Linked DNA regions of Mus musculus: all the other regions are linked to region 3. A link is a contact called in public ChIA-PET, HiChIP or PLAC-seq and promoter capture Hi-C data. All regions are on one chromosome and are shown on one strand. Each heading gives the region's core, a stretch centred on a gene start, on an enhancer-like site or on the middle of the called end of the contact. The rest is flanking DNA. Distances are from core to core; before and after follow the strand shown.

Region 1 (2,700 bases), core at 115-2,614, 350 kb before region 3:
TTTTAAGATTTTATTTATTTTATGTATGTGAGTACACTGTAGTTGTCTTCAGGCACACCAGAAGAAGGCATTACAGATGGCTGTGAGCCACCATGTGGTTTCTGGGAATTGAATTCAGGACCTCTGGAAGAACAGTCAGTGCTCTTAACCACTGAGCCATCTCTCCAGCCCCAGGAATATTGTTATAGTACCCACTGGCCTCCAATTCCTAGGCTCATGTGACCTTTCTGCCTCAGCCGCCTCTGTGCTTGGGGTATAGACATGTACCAGTGCAGTTTTTTGTTTGTTTGTTTGTTTTGTTTTGTTTTGTTTTTTGTTACTGTGTGTGTGTTAGTGTGTTTTAATCATTATGAATTAGACTTTGAGGAATAAATGGTTGGAAGAAGGGGAGGCCTGTCCAGAAAACGGAGCTGGCAGAAAATAGCTCTAAATAGTTGGAGAGGGACCTGTCTAGGGTTCTCAACAAGGACTAGACCAAGTCACAACTGTTCTGGCTCTCAAAGTCACTAAAGCAAAGGGAAGGGCTTGGAGGTGGGCGGTACCCCAGCTCTTGATCTCAGGCTTAAGTAGGGCCTGGCCTTCCTTCCCACTGTTGTTCCAAGAGATTGCAGGAGCATTTTAGAGAGATTGGCTATAAAGCATGATTTTTCACTTCTAGTTGAAATCAATAAAGGTCCCTTTCTCCATGAAGCAAGCTCCACCCCACTTTGTTCTGTGCAGACCTTCTTTAAAGAAATTGTCCTAGGTTCCTCGGCTCCACGTTTAGAAGAAAAGTGACAACCCATCATGTACCAGAGGTTGTGAGGCCAGGAAGTGACTGAGAGGAGTCAGTTGAGCACAAGGTTCTGAGCTAAAGGATGTAAGAATCGGCCTCAGACAGCCTATTTACAAGGAGACTCCACCGTCTTAGAACAGGCGCTACCAATCGCTATCCTGGGATGATGAAGACCGGTGTCTGAATATGCATAAGATTATAAGTAGTGGGACATTCGCTTGTGCTGTCCCCAGTGGCAACTCCTTGAGGAGATGCCACTTGGCTGCAGGGCCCTTACCTGCCCCTTTTATGGACACGAATATTAAGGCAGCCAATAGAGAGCAGCTGGTGTGGGGACCATAGTGTGAAGGCCGACAAATACCGACAGAGAGGGGCCAAGGATCGTTCCCGCCGCAATAGGCCTCGAAGAGTTGCGTCTGCGCAGTGAGAGCGCTCCGGCAAACTTCGGAGGCGGGGAGACCTCGGTGCGCACGCAAGACGCGAGGCGGGGCCAATGCCCCGGGCGCTAGACCCGCTGCACCAGGCGGGGGCGGGACCACGGGCGAGCCTGGGCGGGGCCTCGAGGCCGGTTTGGAATTTTTGGCGCGAGCTGGCTCCGCGCGCGTTCACGGGCGGTTCCCCTTCTTGGAGGGTGCTTCGTCCCGGTGTCCAGAGGCCCCGCTGCCCGACCCCGGCCTGCCTGGCCTCTGTGAGGTCCCCAGCGGCCCCCGCCGACCCGGAACCTGGGACCTCGCTGCTGCGCCACGCTGCGCCACGCTGCGCCACGCCCAGCCTCCCCAGGTGAGCCCACACCCGGGTGAGATCTCCCGGTTGCGCCGCTCTTCCGCCGGCGCCCTGGCCCGCGCTCCTGCCGCGCTGCGCCCCGCGACTGCCCTCCGGCCTCTTCTCAGTATCCGGTCACCCCCCCACCCCCCTGCAGCAGCCCCACCCCTCCGTGTCTGTCACGGGCCGGACTAGCCCTCGGATGACTCCAGGTCAGCGCTGTCGCCCACGCCCCGCCTACTCCCGCGGGTCCCCTGTCCCTTCCCATTGGGCGCTCCTTTTCCAGCACTGCCTCTCTTTCTCCCGCGGCTCTCTGGGAAGAGCCCCTCCACCCCCGGGTGACAGCCTGTTTACGCAATGGTTTGTCAGAGTTCCCCCTCGCCTACCGAACGGATTCAGCAGTGGCCCTGCACGGGAGAAACTCACAGTCTAACGCTAGATGGTGGTCAACAGATGGGTACAGCTCAGTAAGAGGGTGAGGTCCCTGGAAACCCAGTGGCTCAGGGACACTCTGTACTCAGCCGGGACTCCACTACCAACCCTTCTCACCCCATAAAAGCTGTTTGACCAGGCCAGAGGTATTAGAATGTAAATGACCAGTGATGTTGAAATGAAAATGGCATTGAGAGGGAATGGTCTCTCTGGCTGAAACAGAAGGTGATGGACTCCCAGGTGCTAGGCATGGAGACTGTATTCCTTCTTCCTTTAAAAAAAAAAAGTTTTTACTCTTTTTAATGCATGTGTATTTTTGTCTGTTTGTGCCTAGTGCCCACATAGGTCAGAAAAGGGTGTCAGATCCCTTTGGAATTGGAGTTACAGACGCTTGTGTGTCAGGGAATCAAACCTGGTCCTTTGGAAGGGCAGCAAGTACTCTTACCTCCCCCACCCACGTCCCCTTCAAGACTGTAGGTTTAATTAACAAGCATGATCGTGGATCCTTACAGAAGACCTGGGATGGGATTTGTTTTTTTTTTTCTTAGGGTGGGCATCAAATGCAGGACGCTGATGGTGCCAGGCATGTACTCTATCACTAAGCTAAAGGCCACCTCTGGGATGGGATTCTTGAAGTAAATAGATCCATAACAAGAGGGCCTTCCAGCAAGCCTCTTAAGTACTTAACCTAAGTAGTAATTTGATCTAGCTACTACTAGAGGTTAGGTGTG
Region 2 (2,700 bases), core at 61-2,560, 420 kb after region 3:
CACCTACACAGGAATGCAAAGCATTTTCTAGTCCTTGGCTGTTGTTTTCCAATCTGTAAAATGGAGACGGTAAGCTCAGCTTTATCCCAAATGGCCAGCACAACACCGGACCCTGGGACTAACTAGGAATCAGTCACTCTAATGGTCCAATGGAAGGATTTTTACATTTAGAGACCTCTTCTGAGAGCCTACCACATATCAGAAGACCTAGGCTCATTCCTCGAGCCTCATGACTTTATCATGATCAGAATTCCATGATAATACATTGGTTGTGCATATGTGAACCCTCACCGAATTCTCTCCACTGTAATGTTGGGTTGGGTGATGCTCTCTGCTCCTGCTTGTAATAAGGAAGCCGAGGGAGCAGAACCTCACTCAAGACAAGGATCTCAGCTGCTGTGTGTTCATAATGCTGCAGGCAACAGAGGAGGCCTGGCGCAGCCCAAGCCTTCAGGCAGGCAGGAGAAAGGTGAGGTGTTGGTCAAGCAGAGATGCAGACTGGGAACCCGTGCTAGGAGATTGCTTAGGTTGGGCTAGACTAGAATGGTTCTGGACGAGGCTGGGCCTTCATTGGTGCTGAGGACAGGAGGTTAAGATACTTCTTGGTGGATATAGACAGTTATATCCAAGTAGATGATGAGAGTGTCAAAGCCAAGCTCCCTTCCAGGCTGTCCTCGAAGGAGAACAGTCATCCTGCATTGTTGTGGAGGGAAGCCAGAGGCTGCCTGGGAAGAAGGTGTAGTTGGGGGGAGGAGGGGTACGGGTTCCCTGACACCGAATTCATTATTGGGAGATTCCTCTTCGCAATCTCTCAACACCTCCCACAGGAATCACGGGCCAGAAATGTCTGACAGCCTCTGGAGGGCCGGCACCGGTGGCACTTGTGCCCGGCTTCCCGCCCGCCCACTGCCTCCGAGTCCCTCCCCCTCAGGTCCCGCAGCCTCGAGAAACCTCTCCTAGGTTTAGGCTTGCGTCGCCGCCGTGCCGGTGCTCGGTGGCCAGCCCCCCTGCGCACCGTCCTCTGTCCCTGGCTGTCGTCTTCGGTTCCCCGCTGTCCGCAGAGGCCTAGCCTGACCCGCGCACCCAAACGTGGGGAGGGGGCGTCGGGCGCGGGGGCGGAGCCTCGGAGCCAGGCGCGCGGCCGGCGCGGGCTGACGGAGGTCAGCGGCCGCGGGAGCGGACCCAGGCGTCCGGGAGGCGGCTCAGACGCGGCGCGCCACCGGGTGCCGGCCGCCGCCGCCGGCTCCCGCCCCTGGGCCGCCCCCCGCCCGTGACGCGCTATCCGTCCCTCCGCGTCGGAGCCCCAGCCCCAGTTCGAGCCCGAAACCCCAGCCCGAGCCCGAGTCCGAGCCCGAGCCCGAACCCACGGAGGGCGCTGGGCGGCGGGCGGCGCAGGGAGCGCGGGCTGGAAAGGATGCGATCGCAGACGCGGAGCCGCTGCTGCGTCTGAGCCGCCGAGAGCACCAAGCGCCGCGTCGCTGCGGGCCCGGCGGCGCCATGGGGAAGGAGCAGGAGCTGGTGCAGGCAGTGAAGGCGGAGGACGTGGGGACCGCGCAGAGGCTGCTGCAGAGGCCGCGGCCGGGGAAGGCCAGTGAGTGCGGGGGGCGCGCGGGGCGCGGGCGGGGCCCACCCCGCCGGGGTGCAGGGCGAGGAAGGGATGCTGTGGGTCTCCCGGGGTGGGGCGGGGCCAGGAGCGCTCAGACCCTTGGTCCGCGCCCCCCTTCTCGCCCTAGCTCTGGAGGAGGGGCGGCAACGAGCGCAGAACTGTCCGCCCAGCCCCCTGCGGGCACCTGCGGCACCCACCGTCCCTGAGGCCGCTGGCGATCACATCCTCCCTCGGATCTCCTCCCTTTCCAGGCTGCAGGCTGATGATTTCTACTTGTGCTTTTAAGGGCGAGGCGGATTCCCCCCACCCCCCAAGAGACATTGTAGAGAGAGGGAGGGGCCCTTGCAGTGAGGGGCGACCAGAGGCTAGCAATCTCTGTCAGACCCCTTCCCCACCCTATGTTTAATAACACGCTTTGCAGGGAAAGGGGTGGGGTGGGGGACCACGCTGGGGGTGTGGCTGCCCAGGCATGGCCAGTGGGGGCCATTTACTGATGAGGGAGTGAAACACAGGCGCCCAAGGTCGCCCAGCCCTGGGGCAGGCTGGGCTTCAGACAGGGACAGCCTGGGGGATAAGGACTGTAGGCTCTTGCAGGCTTCTGCAGACCTTGGTCGTCCCTGGCTTTTTCTGCTGGAAAAGGGGGCCAAGGATCTGTAATGGATCTCCCACACCATTCCTAGCTTGTGCCCTGGGGGTCCAGGGAAGGCCTCGGAGCTTGGAGCTTTGATTCTGGCTCTCAACCCTGCTCATCCTAGAGCCTCCCTAGGGGCCTCTGGAGATGGATTGATGGGCGTGTGGACTAGCCAAGTGCGCAGCTGTGTATGTATGACCGTGTCAGTGTGTCAGGGCACCTGTGCAGGCACTGCAGGTCAACACATGGGACCTGGGTGCTTTCACTTCCAACCCACCATCGTAAGCTGCGGGGAGGGGGCCCCATTTCTCCAGGGGGCTGCTGAGACACGGGACCGTCTGGAGTGGCTCCTGTCCACTTTGCTTTTGGAGGAAGGACACTGGTGCCTCCAGGGCACACAGGCAGCCTGGGAAGCTCCACTTACTAGAGCTGGCTTTAGGGCCTCAAGGCTGAGAGTGGAAGA
Region 3 (2,700 bases), core at 91-2,590:
TCTTGATTATTTTGCAGTAACTCAAGAGTTCATTTCCTGGTCATAATGCCAGGCCTCCCTCACTGAGAAGGTGCTCTGTTAGGCCGTTTAAAGTGCAATGGGCTCGATCTTTCTGGAAAACCTCCTGAGTAGTCACTTTCAGGCTGGCAAGGCACAAAATCAAGCACCATCATGTAGGCTGAACCAGAAAACTCAGTTAGTACAAGGCTAATAAACTGCCTAGGGGGAAAGGGGAGTGAACGATTTGTTCCTAAGTTTCAATCCTGCACAATACTAATTTTTCAGTATGCAGTACGACACACAACTTTTGTAATGATAATAATTGAAATACTTTCTATTACCACAGGTATTAACAGTATTAGCGTTTAATTAAATTAAAGATAGACAAACCACAAACTAAGCTGGAAATCCCTACCCTTTTCAAAGGCGGTGGGGAAATGAAGTCTGAAAAGGAGATGGAAAAAGATTCTCTACCTGGTCTCTTTCACAACCCTAAGATTTTTTGACACCTGGCCCCGAACATGAATTCAATACAAATAATTCATTTATTAGAATTAAACTGACACCTTTGAACATTTCTACTCAGGTGGTACCTTCTAAGAGATGCCGTGCCTGTCCTTATGAATGAGAAGGATAAAGCACAAACTCTGCAAATCACTGGAAAAAGGGTAGTCACTGTGTCAACCCCCATGGCCTACGTTAATTTAGACGTCTGGAATGTGAAAAGACCAGATGAATGCAAAGGGTTCTCAGGTTCCAAAGCCAGCAAATAGTTGGGCGGTGGTGGTCACACACCCTGGGCAAAAGAATCTGGGGAGAAGAAAGTAGGGCCACAGCAAAGCTTGGGTCCTTCTCGACCGAAGAGCATGAAAGAAGAAAGAGGCACTGTTAAACCAAAGGGCCGAGGCAGGTGGGTACCAGAGTGCCATCCTCCCTCCGGCCCGCTCCGCCGGGCGCCCTCATTGTGAAGAGGTGTGTGTCGCGAGTGGCGACTAGGGCGGCCAGACCCCTGCTGACCCGCGAGGCCCTCACCTTGTCCGAATCTAGGTCGGGGTCCGCCTGGCACAAGCGGTACAGGAAAGACTTCGGGTCCCGGCACAGCGTCTGCCGGGTGGTGAGGAAGTAGGTGCCGCCGACGTTGAGCCGGACCCACTTGGACACGCCACCGGGGCGCTGAGCCAGGGCGCCCATCCCAGCGCTGCAGCGGCGGCACAGGCCGCCCCCCAGCCCCGCCCCGAGGCCGCTCGGAGCCGGCGGCAGCAGCTCGCAGTGATTCTCCGCCATGATCCTAACAAGCCCCGCCACAGCGGCCCTTCGCCGGAAGCGTCCGTTCTTTAATACAGCCCCCCTGAGTTGTCCCGCCCATAGGTACGCCCCAATAAAGTGCCCGCCCAGGGCTCATGTGCAAGGCGGAAGTTCCGGCTCGAAAAGCAGGCCGGAGATTACCACTTCCGGCCGGAGCAAGTCTCGGGTTCTCACGAGCATCCTCGGCTCAAGCTCCGCCCCTACTCAAAGAGGCTCCATGGCAAACAAAGTGTACACTCTACATGCTTTTATTACAAGACTACCGAGCATACGAGGGAAATCCATCATCCGGTAATTACATCTAAAGCACAGATATTTGAAAAAAACAAAAAAAAGAAAAGTTGTTTCATTAAATTATATGATTAAACCATGACCAAATAGAAAATTTATATAATAAAGCCAGGAAAAAAGTTGTAAAATATAGTTTACAATAATTATTCACACTCAAGGCTGTACATCAATACATACAACAACGTGGCCCCAAACATGAATTCAATCCAAATAATTCATATATTAGAATTTAAATAACACAGACTGAACTAGAGGCCGACAATAGCCAGCAAATAACCTTATATAAGAATAAAAATACAAAAGTGTATATCCCAGTATCATTGCATTATCTGTTTTCATAAGTATTTTTAATTTTTCCTTTGCCTGTACATCACAGTTACAGCTACAGAACAGGTAGAGAATATTACACATGTTCTAACTGACTGCCACCAACCTGAATGACAGCAATTCATCCTACTGTACGTGGCTAATGGACCAGCCGCAGCAGCTCTAAATACTGTAACAGTTTTTAATTTGCACATGTCCAATCACACTATGGTCGTGGCTTTAACCTGCACAATGACCTACTTGTAGTCATTAACCCAGATGATTAAACTAGGGTGGACTACATGGGGAGGGAAAATTTTGCTATTTGTAAAAACTTTTGTTCAGTTTGGATTCTTCATATGGAAGAAATGAGTTACAGGGAATTTTCAGGTATTCATATTGGTTAATTCATTTGCTTACTGCTGCAAAAGTGCTTTTGACAGAAACAGCTTCCCTCACATTGCAGGCCATTTTTCCACATTCTGACTTATAACCCTGAAGTGTTAGGCCAGAAGCTAGGTATCTTCAGAGGTTCTGAGAGTGGTTCCAGCCCTGTTCAATGTCAGGGCCCTTGTCTTACCTTCTACCCACGAGGTGCTACACCCACTGGCATCAGCACCAGTTTATGTTGGGTTTTGCATTAAAACAAATAGAAACGTGTATAGGAGTATCTTCACCATATTCAGAGTTGCTGTGGCCTCCCAAGTCTCAGATGAACACCCCAGGTCTATAGAACAATGGGGAGAAGCCTTGAGGCAGAGGAGGGCAGGAAACTGATTTCTACACATCTCCAGCCCT
Region 4 (2,700 bases), core at 151-2,650, 270 kb before region 3:
AACAGACAAACATGCGTATATTTGTTAACACACTAAGTTAAAAGAAGGAGGAGGGGAAGACGAAGATGAAAAGGAAGACGAAGAAATATGATGAGCAGGGAGTGCTGAAAGACTCCGAGAGGAGCCCCTCGCTCAGGCCTCAGGACAATATCGGACACCCAAGAACTCATGACAGACCGAGCTTGTTGCAAACCACATGAGGCTTTATTTGGGGAAAGCCAGAGCTCTGGGGACAACTCATATCCCACGCAGGGGTAGAGGAGTCGTCCTCGAGGGGAAAGAGTTTCCAGTTTTTATAGGCCCTCAGGGGGGAAAGGAGAAGGGGGAGATTAGGGGATTTCCAGATCTAAACAATGTCTATTCTCAAGAAATGGGTATGGAGGGGTACAAGGAGAGTCTAATGAAGGTGCAGCAATGAGCACACACCTGGTCAGAACATTGGCAGACACACAGGTTCAAGGAGTGGCCAGAGCATTGTGCACCTCTATTTTTCTAAATCAGTGAAGCTAGTTCTGCTAACACTGACGTCTATCTTGCCAATTTCAGGGCTTCTGTGTCCTTTTACATTCTGCCAGGATCTTTCAGTGCCTCAGTGGTGGGGCCCTTGCTACCGAGTGAGAGGCACTGGGACAAACTCCCGGAACCGTGCTATAGGGCCAGGAAATGGAACTGCATTCTCACATTCCTCCACTTACATGGCATAGTCTCTATAGGCGAAAAGTAATCACTTAGTCTCTTTGCCCAAAGGTAAGAGAAAGTATTTTTTAGTGGTCTGCAAGCCCCACTTCAGATAGGACTACAGAGGTGGAAACTGTGGAAAGCACCGGATACTGGGCCAGAAGCCGGGTTCAAGTGGCTCCAGAGCTGTCAGGTGGCTTGACTCTGAAGCACCTCTTCCTGCGAAGAAGACTCGGTGCTGTGGGGCCTCGTACACATTAAAGAAAACCATGGTCACAGTGACTAGGTAAAGCTGCTGAGCCACTGCCACCCAACACGGTCACATAAAATGGCGACCCTGCCTAGCGGAGGAGTCTTACGCGTTTTCTCTCTAAAACCGAACTACAGCTCCCAGAACTCTGTGCGCGGAAGGCGTGCGTCTGAGCTACTCCCGGGTGTTGTGGGTTGCGGCCCCCGCGCCCCTCCCCCCTCCTACAGAAGTTTTTTTTCAGCCGACCTTGCAGCTTCGGTACGGAGCCACGCCTTTCCCCGCAGTGCCCGACGGGACTCGGGGTTTTTCGACTTTTCAGTAGCACGTCCCTTCGCCTAAGGTCCTCCTTGTGGCTTCAACGCCTGCGCACGACGCACTACGGTTCCCAGAGGGCCCAGCGGCTCTCATGATTGCGTGCTGACGCACTAGGTCGTGCTGACGCGCAACGCTGCCCAGGCGGGGTGCGAGTGGCGCAGTCGAAGCCCGCTGCGGCCCCTGAGGAAGCGAGGAGGCGGCGGCGGCGGCGGCTGAGGCGGGCGGACCGACGAGGCGGCGGCTTCAGGCTCCGAGGGATACGAAAACTTAAGCAGCAGCTGCGGCGGGACCTCCCTGTTTGACAGTCGGCGGCCGGAGGCGGCGGCGGCGGGTGAGAGAAAGGGAGCGCGCTAGCCGGGTGGGGGAGGGGCGGCGGGCTGGGCCGGAGGCTAGAGCGCGGGGAGAACGGCCCAGGCCGCCGCGCGCACGCGTGCTCGTCGCCTCGGCCGGCGCGGTCGCCTTCCCTTCCTCCCCTCCCCCTCCCGCGGTTCCTGGGACGCGCGGCCTTCAACTCCTCCGCCCCTCCCCCACACGGCCGCGGCGCGCGCGGCCGCCTGGTCTCGTCCGCGCGCCCCCGGTGAGACAGCATTGCGCGAGGCTCTGCTTCTCTCCTTTGCTCTACCTGGGGCTGAGGAGGCCGTCGTTCCGCGGTCGTCCTCTTCGGTCTTTTAGGGGGCGGGGAGAGGGCGGCAGCGGAGGTACTTGTCCCCCGCCCGAGCTTCGGACCTGCTGGTACCTCTCCTCGATCGGCTCCGGCGTGGGTCCACGGGCCCTGCTAGGGGCCTGAGAAACGGCCAGAGCCGCCCAGACCGCGGGGCGCCGCGTGGCCCCCTCCCCCCTCCTCGAGGCCGAAAATAAGCTGGGCTGCCCAGTGGGCGGCGGGAGGAGGCCTTGAACTTTCGGAGGCCAGGATTTAAACCGTTCGTCCTCGTTAGTATCAGAGGCTGTGAGTGTGTGCGTGGGGGTGGGGGATCCCCAAGTCTTAAAAAGTGAGGATAATAAAACCGCGAAAGTATTCAGCCTGCGTGTATAAGGAAGACCAATGTGCTCCTTTCAACCCTGTTATTTTATTTCTTTTTTACGGTTTGGTTTTATGAGCTAGGGCCTCTAAATAGTCTTGGTTGGTCTGGCACTAACCGTGTAGATCAGGCTAGCATTGAACTCAAGAAATCTGCCTGCCTCTGTGGGATCAAAGGCATGAGACACCATGTCTGGCTCCTACCCTGGTTTTTGTTTTTTGTTTTTTTTTTCCCCGGAGACAGGGTTTCTCTGGCTGTCCTGGAACTCACTCTGTAGACCAGGCTGGCCTCGAACTCAGAAATCCGTCTGCCTCTGCCTCCACACCCGGCTCCTACCCTGTTTTTAAAAAGGTCTCCTCAAATATTAAAGCTAAGCCTTTTAGAGCTTTTCGATGGGGAAAAAATTCTTGACTTAATAGCCTGGCTTCAGTCAGCCAT
Region 5 (2,700 bases), core at 188-2,687, 300 kb before region 3:
GTGAACTGAGGATACTGTTCCAAAGCGATTCAGCAATGCAGACGCTGCAGCAGGACATGGTGATACATACCTTTAATTCCAGCACTCAGGAGGCAGGGGGTGGAGGAGCTCTGTGAATTTGAGGCCCACCTGAAGCCCACAGATGAGGGCTACATAGAAAAACCCTGTCTTGAAACAAACAAACAAAAAGGAATAAGGCAGAGAGTGATAAACAGCCTTGTGTATGCATGCACAGAGACACACAAACACACACTCAGAATGATAAGGAAAACCCACATGAGATGTGGGAAGCCAACTGATAGATTTCCGCAATCCTCCTAGATGAGAATCTTGGCTAGACGGATTCCTTTACCTAACAATTCAGCTTCACATCCCTCCCCCAGCAAAGCCATCTTCATCTGCATAAGTGAGCATGTATTATCAGCTCTCCTCTACTTCATATGCTGTTTTGTTCCCACAAGTCAGACTAGTGGCACTTGGGAGAACAATGAGATAAACATACCAGAAATCTAAACCAAGCCCCAGCAATGGTAAGGACCCTGGAAAGCAAAGAAGTTAAAAACAAAACATCATAACAAAAAGATCTTTCTTGGGGATGGTTATCTGATTGTAGAGTAAGGAGTAAAGGGGGGTTTAAAACTGTCAGATAAGCTAGGTCTTGAATCAATGGGTTAGCAAGTCAGTCATTTGGAATGGAATGGAACGGAACAGAAAGGAATGAATTAGAACACAGCCTAAATAGATCTGCGTCATGTGAGATTGGTAAGCGACTCTCTTTAAACTTGCGATTCACGAAATCTATCTTCAGGCACAGAATATACACATAAAACATCTTTCTCAGTCTAGAATGCGTCACAAAGTTTGAAAGCCACAATGGGCAACCTATAGTCTGAACGAGGAGGGGTAACAACCGGCAAAAAGTGCAAGGTCATTGGGACCTGCGGCCGCCAAGGATGGGCCGCGACGGAGGACAGAGCTGGATGGACATGCAATGGGTGGACACGGTTCAAGGAAGATGGGCGAATGTGTGGTCCCGGATTTAGAGGTGTTAAGATCGGTACAGGAGTCGAGTGGGTTGATGGAGAGATCAGGTAGAAAGGAGGCGCATCGTGGATGTCCGACAAAGAAGCACCCCATGCCCGAGCTACAGAGCTGGGGCCCCTCCCCAGCACCGGGCGCGACCCCAGGATAGCCGGACCAGGCATCGCTCCGCTGGTCCGACCCTCCCGCCCGCAGGGGCCCGTCCTCACCGACGGCAGCGGGCCCTGCCTCTCCGGCGGCTGAGCCACCCGATCCTTCGTGTGAGTGTCCGCCAACGCAGGCGCCGGCCTAGCAGCCGGGGCTGCTCTAGGAACCACGACCCCGCCGCCCGCTCCCGCCGCCAACTGCCCCCTGGGGAGCGAGCCCGTGCCCGCGCGCGCGCCCCCGCGAGACGCCTGCTTGGGAAGCCTAGAAACTACTAGCGAGCATGCGCAGCAGAGGCGCGGAGCCATTCCTGAGGCGGATACCACTTCTCCGGGTCTTCTCTGCGCAGTGTCAACTTGACACCCTAGCCAATCAGCATCAGGGGCGGGTCTACTAACAAGGAAGAAGGCGGGACAACCCATGGTCCCGCTACTGCATCCGGGAGGGCGGGGCGACAGGTGAATTTGTAGCAAGGATGCAGGCTGGGAGTCATCACTAAAAGGATGACAGCGCTATTGATAGAGAGAACAGGACTTTTATAGGATTTGACTGCATTCTTACGAAGTTGTAGCTTTGGCTTAAGTGCGTCTTTAGGCCTGTGACCTTCAGAACTTTCTTTTTTACATTTTAAGTATTTTATTTCTTTATTTTTTATTTTTATTTTTATTTTAAGACAGGGTTTCTCTCCGTAGCCCTGGCTGTCTTGGAATGCTCTCTATAGACCAGGCTGGCCTCAAACTCAGAGATCAGCCTGCCTCTGCCACCCTAGCACGGTGAGTACTGGGATCAAAGGCATGCGCCACTGCCACCCAGTTTTCTTCCTTCCTTCCTTTCTTTTTTATTTTTTAAAAAACATAACTCTGACATATTTTAAGTGTATTTTTAAAATGTATTTGGATGTTCTGTCTGCATGTGTATCTGTACACCATGTGCATTTCTGGTGCCTGTGGAGGCCAAAAGAGGGCATAGGATCTCCTGGAGTTGCCCAGAGTTATGAACCACCATGTGGGTGCTGGATATCAAGGCTGGGTCCTTTGGAAGCAGCCCAATGGTCTTCATAACTGAGCCAGTTCCAAAGAACATTCTTTTTTTTTTTTAAGATTTATTTATTTATTATATGTAAGTACACTGTAGCTGTCTTCAGACACTCCAGAAGAGGGCATCAGATTTCGTTACGGATAGTTGTGAGCCACCATGTGGTTGCTGGGATTTGAACTCTGGACCTTCGGAAGAGCAGTCGGCACTCTTAACCACTGAGCCATCTCGCCAGCCCTCCAAAGAACATTCTTATGCAGCACGTTGAAACCCTTAGATACCCCCCTCTCCCAATCCAGGACTATCTGAGATTTGAAATAGTGACAATAACAGATCGCATATTTAAATAAGAATCCAGGAGCTGAATGTGTGTGGCACAAATGAAACAGAAGCAAGAGAATCAGGAATTCAAGTCTTTCATCAGCTACATAGTGAATGTAAGGCAAGCCTGAGCTACATGAGACCCTGGGTTTTAAAAAC
Region 6 (2,700 bases), core at 142-2,641, 380 kb after region 3:
TGAGTTCAAGGCCAGCCAAATCTACATAGTGAGACCCTGTCTTTAAAAAACAAAAACAAAAACCAGGAACTCAGCTGGATAGTGGTGGCTCATGCCTTTAATCCCAGCACTTGGGAAGCAGAGGCAAGCAGATTTTTGAGTTCGAGGCCAACCTGGTCTACAGAGTGAGTTCCAGGACAGCCAGAACTATACAAACACTGTCTCAAACAAACAAACAAACAAACAAACAAACAAAAAACCTAGAAACTCCAAAGAGTTCCCTGAGACGGTAACTGACTCTCTCCAAGCTGAAATAAGGGAAAAAAAAATTACAGTGGGACTGAGTTCTTTCATGACAAAGAGCAGCAATATACCAGTAATACTTGTCAAACCACTTCCTGTCTGATCAAATCTACAGCTCCGTGGAACTAATGCACAGGAGATACCCAAACCACCTCTAAAAAATATCAGCACCTAGAGACGTAATCCTTGGTGCCAACACAGCCCTCGGCATACAGACACGATTTTAACTCTTTGCCATACTCCTAGGAAAAATTAAAGGGTTTAAGAGAGGAGTTACAGCCCCGGCTCCAATCTGATCCTTGACAGGAACCAGATGGACGACCTTGAACCTCAATTATCTCCATCTCTGAAGTGAATAGTAGTAATGATAGTTCGCCTTTCGAGCTTGGTTTAAGTAATGGTACAAGTCGGATTGAGCGGGGGGTGTTCCGCACATTCTTGGAAGCGTTGCTCCACCCCGTAGGGAAGGCCCAGGTCCTCAGTGGGGCGGTGCCGCCTCCCCAGGTCAGGTCCCTAATCCCTGTCTGACAGAGCGGCCCCGCCTCCAGTCTCCAGCTCCGCCCGAACTAAGGCCCGAGTGGCAGAGGAGAAGCAGAAGCTAGGGCTGATGGGCGCTGAAGAGGAGCGAGCGATGTTTGTTTGGCCAGATCGACCCCAAGGGGCTGGAGAAATGGGCTCCCTGTGAGCCTCTGCATCTGGCCCAACGGGTTAGAGGCAGTCCGAAGGGAAACCTGTGAGAGTTGTGAAGGTTTACAGACACTCGAGTAGCCAGGATCCGGGCGAGACCGTACACCGCAGCCCGGACAGAGCCGCCCGCACCCCGGCCGCACCAGGCTTCGGTAGGCTCGTTACCTTCCTCGCTGAAGGGCGCTGGGAGCCCAAGGAAGCCGCCGGAGGACAAGGCCGCCGCCGCCGCAACCCCGCCCTCGCCCGCTTCACGCCCGGCTTCGGCCCGGGCTTCTGCCGTATGAGCGGCCGTCACCCGCACTGCCATCGCGCCCTCCATGTCGCAACGCGCCACAGGAAGATGGCGGATTTACGACCATGTCGTCATAACAACGGGCCGCACCGAGGGCTGCGTGTCCGACAGGCAGGGGGCGGGACAAAAACGAATTTGACGGACAGGCAAAAAGGCGGGGCTATGGGTTGCGGTCTAGCGCGTCAGTAGAGGTGGAGCTTGGCTCTTTGAGAGCCATCAGCGCCAGACATCAGGGCGGAAGTGGGCGTGGCTTGTGTTAAATTGGCAGGACTTGGTCCAAAGTGAACTATCCGTGGAGTAAGAACTCTCCCTTTCTCTCACTTTTTTAAAAAAAGATTTATTTACTTTATGTATATGAGTACATGTACAGCTGGTTGTGAGCCTTCATATGGTTGTTGGGAATTGAATTTTTAGGACCTCTGCTTGCTCCGGTTGCTCTGGTTGCCCCACTTGCTCAGGTCAACTCCACTTGCTCAGTCCCTGCTCGCTCAGGCCTAAAGATTTATTCATTAAGTACACTGTAGCTATCTTCAGACGCATCAGAAGAGGGCGTCAGATCTCTTTACAGGTGGTTGTGAGCCACCATGTGGTTGCTGGAATTTGAACTCAGGACCTTCAAAAGAGCAGTCAGTGTTCTTAACCGCTGAGCCATCTCTCCAACCCCTTCTCTCACTTTTTTGTTTTGTTTTTTTAATGTAGTATGGTTTGTCTGCATACATGTCTGTGCACCACGTGCATGCCTAGCGCCCGTGGGGCCCAGAAGAGGGTGTCTGACCTGGAACTGGAATTACAGATGAAGTTACATGTAGGTGTTGGGAAATGAACCTAGATACACAGCCAATGTGTTCTTAGCCGCCCAGAGAATCTGAACTCTTTAGGGTTGCTACCCAATATAGAATCCTGGACTCAGACCTGGGTTGCAATGTCAGAATTTCCTGGGCATGAGAAAGAACTCCATTTGGAGATAGTTCGAGTGCTCCTTTCCAAAGACTTTTTTTGTAAAGATTTATTTTATGTATAGGAGTACACTGTAGCTGTACAGATGGTTGTGAGCCTTCATGTGGTTGTTGGATATTGAATTTAGGACCTCTGCTTGCTCTAGTCAACCTCGCTCATTCAGTCTGTACTCACTCTGGCCCAAAGATTATTTATTATAAGTACACTGTAGCTGTCTTCAGACACAACAAAAGAGGGCGTCAGATCTCATTACAGGTGGTTGTGAGCCACCATGTGGTTGCTGGGATTTGAACTCAGGACCTTCAGAACAGTCAGTGCTCTTACCCACTGAGCCAGCGAGCCAGCCCCAAGACTTTTATTCGGTATATGAAAAGTATTGAAAAGTATACATAAAAGTGACCATTTGTGACATTTAGTACACCGACTGAGTTGAGCGCTTATCACCAAAATTGGTTAACTGATTGGTTCATTGGTCGATTTGA
Region 7 (2,700 bases), core at 20-2,519, 350 kb after region 3:
ATAGGCTGGTAGCAGAGCCAGCTGGAACCTATGGCAGCACACGGATTTCCACAGATGACCCAGAACCAGACAGCCTGGTCTAGCCCCCGCTGTGCCACACCTGTGCAAAGGACCACACTGCTCTTCTGTTCGGCCGACCATGCCCTGCTGAGTACGCTTCAACTTAGAGGGCTAAAACCTTTGAAGGATTCCTCCACAAATGGTTACCTTTCTGTCCCCGTGTCTCTGTTACTTTCTAGAATTTGTGAGCCAGTTCTACAGGGTCCTCATGAAACCTACCCCACCCCGTTGTCACCTGCCATTCATGGTGATGTTGCAGGTTAACCTTGGCAGTGTGTACATTGCCCCTTTTTGCTTTTATTGTACAGTCAGTACTATAAAATTTGTTTTGAGTTTTATAACTTTGTAGCATTTTAGATAAGGTTGTGTTTGTACTTGTGTAGAGTGAAAGGACTGTTGAATAAAACCTAGGATTAGAATGCAAATTGAGTGCTGGTTTTACTGTCTGTCTTAGTCCAGAAGAGTCATAATTTGTATGACTCAACTAAGAACTCACTTTGAGTTTAATCCCCAAAGTGGCATTTCTAAAAGCCAGGAGGACAGGTGGTGAGACGGCCTGGGGCTCAGAAGCTGACTCTGCCTGAGATGCTGCCGCCGCAGGAAAACTGGGAGGGACAGTTCTCTCTTCTGTCTCATACTGGTGCACCACAGAAGAAAAGTCTTAACCAAGAAGGAAGACTTCAGCCCGGCGTGGTGGCGCACGCCTTTGATCCCAGCACTTGGGAGGCAGAGGCAGGCAGATTTCTGAGTTCAAGATCAGCCTGCTCTACAGAGTGAGTTCCAGGACAGCCAGGACTACACAGAAACCCTGTCTCAAAAAACCAAAAAAAAAAAAAAAAAAAGAATAAAAGGAAGACTTCTTGTGTTTGTGCCCCTTGAGTATTGAGTCAAATAAAAATGCACTATTTGGGGCAAATAGCCTAGGTAAAGCCTCCCAGTCACCCCTGTGCTGGCAAGGCCGTCTGTTTTTCACTACGGTGCCAGCCTTGATTTATGGTCCTAATCCCAGCTCTGCAAGTGCCTCTGAGCTCTGGCAGCTCGCCCCAGCAGAATGAAAGCACTCTTGGACACACACCCTGCCCTAACTGGCACAGGGGAAACCCAGTCCTCTGGACGCTGCGGACTGGCTAACCTTGGCCTTGTGGGGCGGGGCCGGCCGGAGAGGAGGAGTCTGCAAGGCCGGGCTGGAAGCGAAGCCGCTGGCTCTGTAGTCCCCACTGATATCCAAGATGGCGCTGGCTGCTGCGCGTCGCCTTCTGCTGCACGCGGGTGCGTGGCCCGGGCGAGAGCGCTGGTGCAGGGCCTCACAGGGCTGGGTGCGCGGGCGGCGGTGGCGAGAGTCTGGGCGTGCTTGCTAACGTGCTCCGGGCTGTCTGCAGGATCCCGCCTCGGGCGCAGGGAAGCGGTGGACGGCGCGCGGCGCTTCGCTAACAAGCGGGTGCTGGTGGAGACGGAGGGCCCGGCAGGTGAGAGGGAGGGAGGGCCACATCTCGTTCATGTCCTCGGGCTCCGAGCCCACACGGTCTGTGAGGTCGGGCTGACGATGAGCTCTTGGAATTCCCAAAAGCAGGGAGTGAGCATAAGCTCACATAAACTCAGATTCTGATTAAAACCTAAGTTCATACCGGGCGGTTTAAATGACAGAATGGGTGAGTTTTTAAAGCTTTGGTTAAAGTTCCTAAAGTTATGGTCTGTTACTTAAACTATTAGTTAAGAATGATTATAGCTTGCGGCGGTGGCTCATGCTTGTAAACTCAGCTGAAGCCAGTCTGAGCCACGTGAGACAGTGTCTCAAAAATCTCACAAAAATGATTGGGAGCGTTTTTGAATATTTTCCTAATACTGGAATGTGGCACAGCAACATTTTCCTAGTTAATGTTGGGTCGCTCCCTGCCCACAACAGAAGGAAGCACCTCCCCTCACAAGCAGAGGCAGGAGGATGGTGAAGTTGAGGCCAACCTGGGCTACGGCTGGAGCCTGCTTTTCCTGTGCTGTTTTGTTTTTTAAAGTGACGATGCGGGGAGAGGGGGAGATTGTAATTTTCCAGGACAGTGACAATGCACTTATGGAAGAAAAACCTGGGAGGGGAGGACAGAGCTAGGGCTAGAGCTTAGGATCACAGTCTATAGGGGGAGGGAGCATTCAACCTAGACATGGAGGTCAAAGTCTGCAAAGTCTGGATTCCCCCCCCCCCAGAGTGATAGAATATGAGTGCACTGGAGAGAGAAAGAAGTGCCTTAATAGTGCCAGACCTGCAGGCTTCAATCCCAGTACCACAAAAGGAAATAAATAAAAATACTACAATAGGTAGCAGTAAAAACTATACCATGGCAAAGTCAGTGGATTATACACTTAAAGGTGACAAGATGTTTAGACTATCATGTAGATGTCATCACAATTTAGAGTAATAAGGTAGTGGCATATATTTTTACATGTATATATTTACCTATATATTTTATATATAATTTTAAGTAATAAGTACGTAACTTATGTATCTCTAGTGAAAAAGCAAAGGTAAAATAGCAACTGGTTTTATTTATTTTTTTTTTTGGTTTTGTAGAGCCAATGGTCCCTATATTTCAAAGGCAAAATTTAAAAGTCCATATGTCCCTTTAGCTTATGGGGTTTTTGTTGGTTTTT

The links. Promoter capture Hi-C pulls out the DNA fragments that hold promoters and counts their contacts. ChIA-PET counts read pairs in DNA pulled down with a chosen protein or histone mark. HiChIP or PLAC-seq counts read pairs in DNA pulled down with a chosen protein or histone mark.
Region 1: a FOXA1 HiChIP or PLAC-seq map of pancreatic cancer cells shows a contact between it and region 3. The contact joins the promoter of 1520401A03Rik here to the promoter of Kctd5 in region 3. A contact is called at or near these places in 4 of 39 promoter capture datasets (the C10 cell line, cranial neural crest, embryonic stem cells and 1 more), 2 of 115 datasets of contacts at active chromatin or transcription factors (memory CD8 T cells and pancreatic cancer cells) and 1 of 9 other capture datasets (liver).
Region 2: a FOXA1 HiChIP or PLAC-seq map of pancreatic cancer cells shows a contact between it and region 3. The contact joins the promoter of Caskin1 here to the promoter of Kctd5 in region 3. A contact is called at or near these places in 4 of 39 promoter capture datasets (cranial neural crest, fetal liver, maxillary cranial neural crest and 1 more), 2 of 115 datasets of contacts at active chromatin or transcription factors (microglia and pancreatic cancer cells) and 1 of 9 other capture datasets (adipose tissue).
Region 4: an RNA polymerase II ChIA-PET map of memory CD8 T cells shows a contact between it and region 3, with 82 read pairs. The contact joins the promoter of Srrm2 here to the promoter of Kctd5 in region 3. A contact is called at or near these places in 7 of 39 promoter capture datasets (the C10 cell line, the HPC-7 cell line, cranial neural crest and 4 more), 3 of 115 datasets of contacts at active chromatin or transcription factors (effector CD8 T cells, embryonic stem cells and memory CD8 T cells) and 1 of 9 other capture datasets (pancreatic islet).
Region 5: a promoter capture Hi-C map of the HPC-7 cell line shows a contact between it and region 3. The contact joins the promoter of Flywch1 here to the promoter of Kctd5 in region 3. A contact is called at or near these places in 6 of 39 promoter capture datasets (the C10 cell line, the HPC-7 cell line, cranial neural crest and 3 more), 5 of 115 datasets of contacts at active chromatin or transcription factors (the 230-238 cell line, bone marrow-derived macrophages, embryonic stem cells and 2 more) and 2 of 9 other capture datasets (liver and pancreatic islet).
Region 6: a contact with region 3 is called in an H3K27ac HiChIP or PLAC-seq map of extraembryonic endoderm stem cells, with 11 times the contacts expected there. The contact joins the promoter of E4f1 here to the promoter of Kctd5 in region 3. A contact is called at or near these places in 7 of 39 promoter capture datasets (the HPC-7 cell line, cranial neural crest, embryonic stem cells and 4 more), 2 of 115 datasets of contacts at active chromatin or transcription factors (extraembryonic endoderm stem cells and memory CD8 T cells) and 1 of 9 other capture datasets (liver).
Region 7: a contact with region 3 is called in a promoter capture Hi-C map of the HPC-7 cell line. The contact joins the promoter of Eci1 here to the promoter of Kctd5 in region 3. A contact is called at or near these places in 14 of 39 promoter capture datasets (the 3T3-L1 cell line, the C10 cell line, the HPC-7 cell line and 10 more), 2 of 484 Hi-C or Micro-C datasets (CD4 T cells and nephron progenitors), 16 of 115 datasets of contacts at active chromatin or transcription factors (the 230-238 cell line, the NIH/3T3 cell line, bone marrow-derived macrophages and 8 more) and 3 of 9 other capture datasets (adipose tissue, liver and pancreatic islet).

What each region holds. Positions count from the first base shown.
Region 1 is chr17:23,725,087-23,727,786 of GRCm38.p6, forward strand. 1520401A03Rik (elastin) reads right to left here and starts at 1,365. Exons shown (of 41, transcript XM_017317755.2): 1 at 1,053-1,365. Pkmyt1 (protein kinase, membrane associated tyrosine/threonine 1) reads left to right here and starts at 1,250. Exons shown (of 8, transcript NM_023058.3): 1 at 1,250-1,555.
Region 2 is chr17:24,487,473-24,490,172 of GRCm38.p6, forward strand. Caskin1 (CASK interacting protein 1) reads left to right here and starts at 1,311. Exons shown (of 20, transcript NM_027937.2): 1 at 1,311-1,591. The coding sequence starts at 1,498.
Region 3 is chr17:24,072,145-24,074,844 of GRCm38.p6, forward strand. It overlaps Kctd5 (potassium channel tetramerisation domain containing 5), which reads right to left and starts at 1,341. Exons shown (of 6, transcript NM_027008.2): 1 at 1,033-1,341. The coding sequence starts at 1,284. Pdpk1 (3-phosphoinositide dependent protein kinase 1) reads right to left here. Exons shown (of 14, transcript NM_011062.4): 14 at 1,536-2,700.
Region 4 is chr17:23,801,825-23,804,524 of GRCm38.p6, forward strand. It overlaps Srrm2 (serine/arginine repetitive matrix 2), which reads left to right and starts at 1,401. Exons shown (of 15, transcript NM_001368687.1): 1 at 1,401-1,574. Gm52285 (a long non-coding RNA gene) reads right to left here and starts at 1,948. Exons shown (of 2, transcript XR_003952234.1): 1 at 1,866-1,948.
Region 5 is chr17:23,770,165-23,772,864 of GRCm38.p6, forward strand. It overlaps Flywch1 (FLYWCH-type zinc finger 1), which reads right to left and starts at 1,438. Exons shown (of 8, transcript NM_001357994.1): 1 at 1,251-1,438.
Region 6 is chr17:24,454,001-24,456,700 of GRCm38.p6, forward strand. It overlaps E4f1 (E4F transcription factor 1), which reads right to left and starts at 1,392. Exons shown (of 14, transcript NM_001301784.1): 1 at 1,135-1,392. The coding sequence starts at 1,288.
Region 7 is chr17:24,425,414-24,428,113 of GRCm38.p6, forward strand. It overlaps Eci1 (enoyl-Coenzyme A delta isomerase 1), which reads left to right and starts at 1,270. Exons shown (of 7, transcript NM_010023.4): 1 at 1,270-1,329; 2 at 1,440-1,526. The coding sequence starts at 1,290. Rnps1 (RNA binding protein with serine rich domain 1) reads left to right here. Exons shown (of 9, transcript NM_009070.2): 9 at 1-485.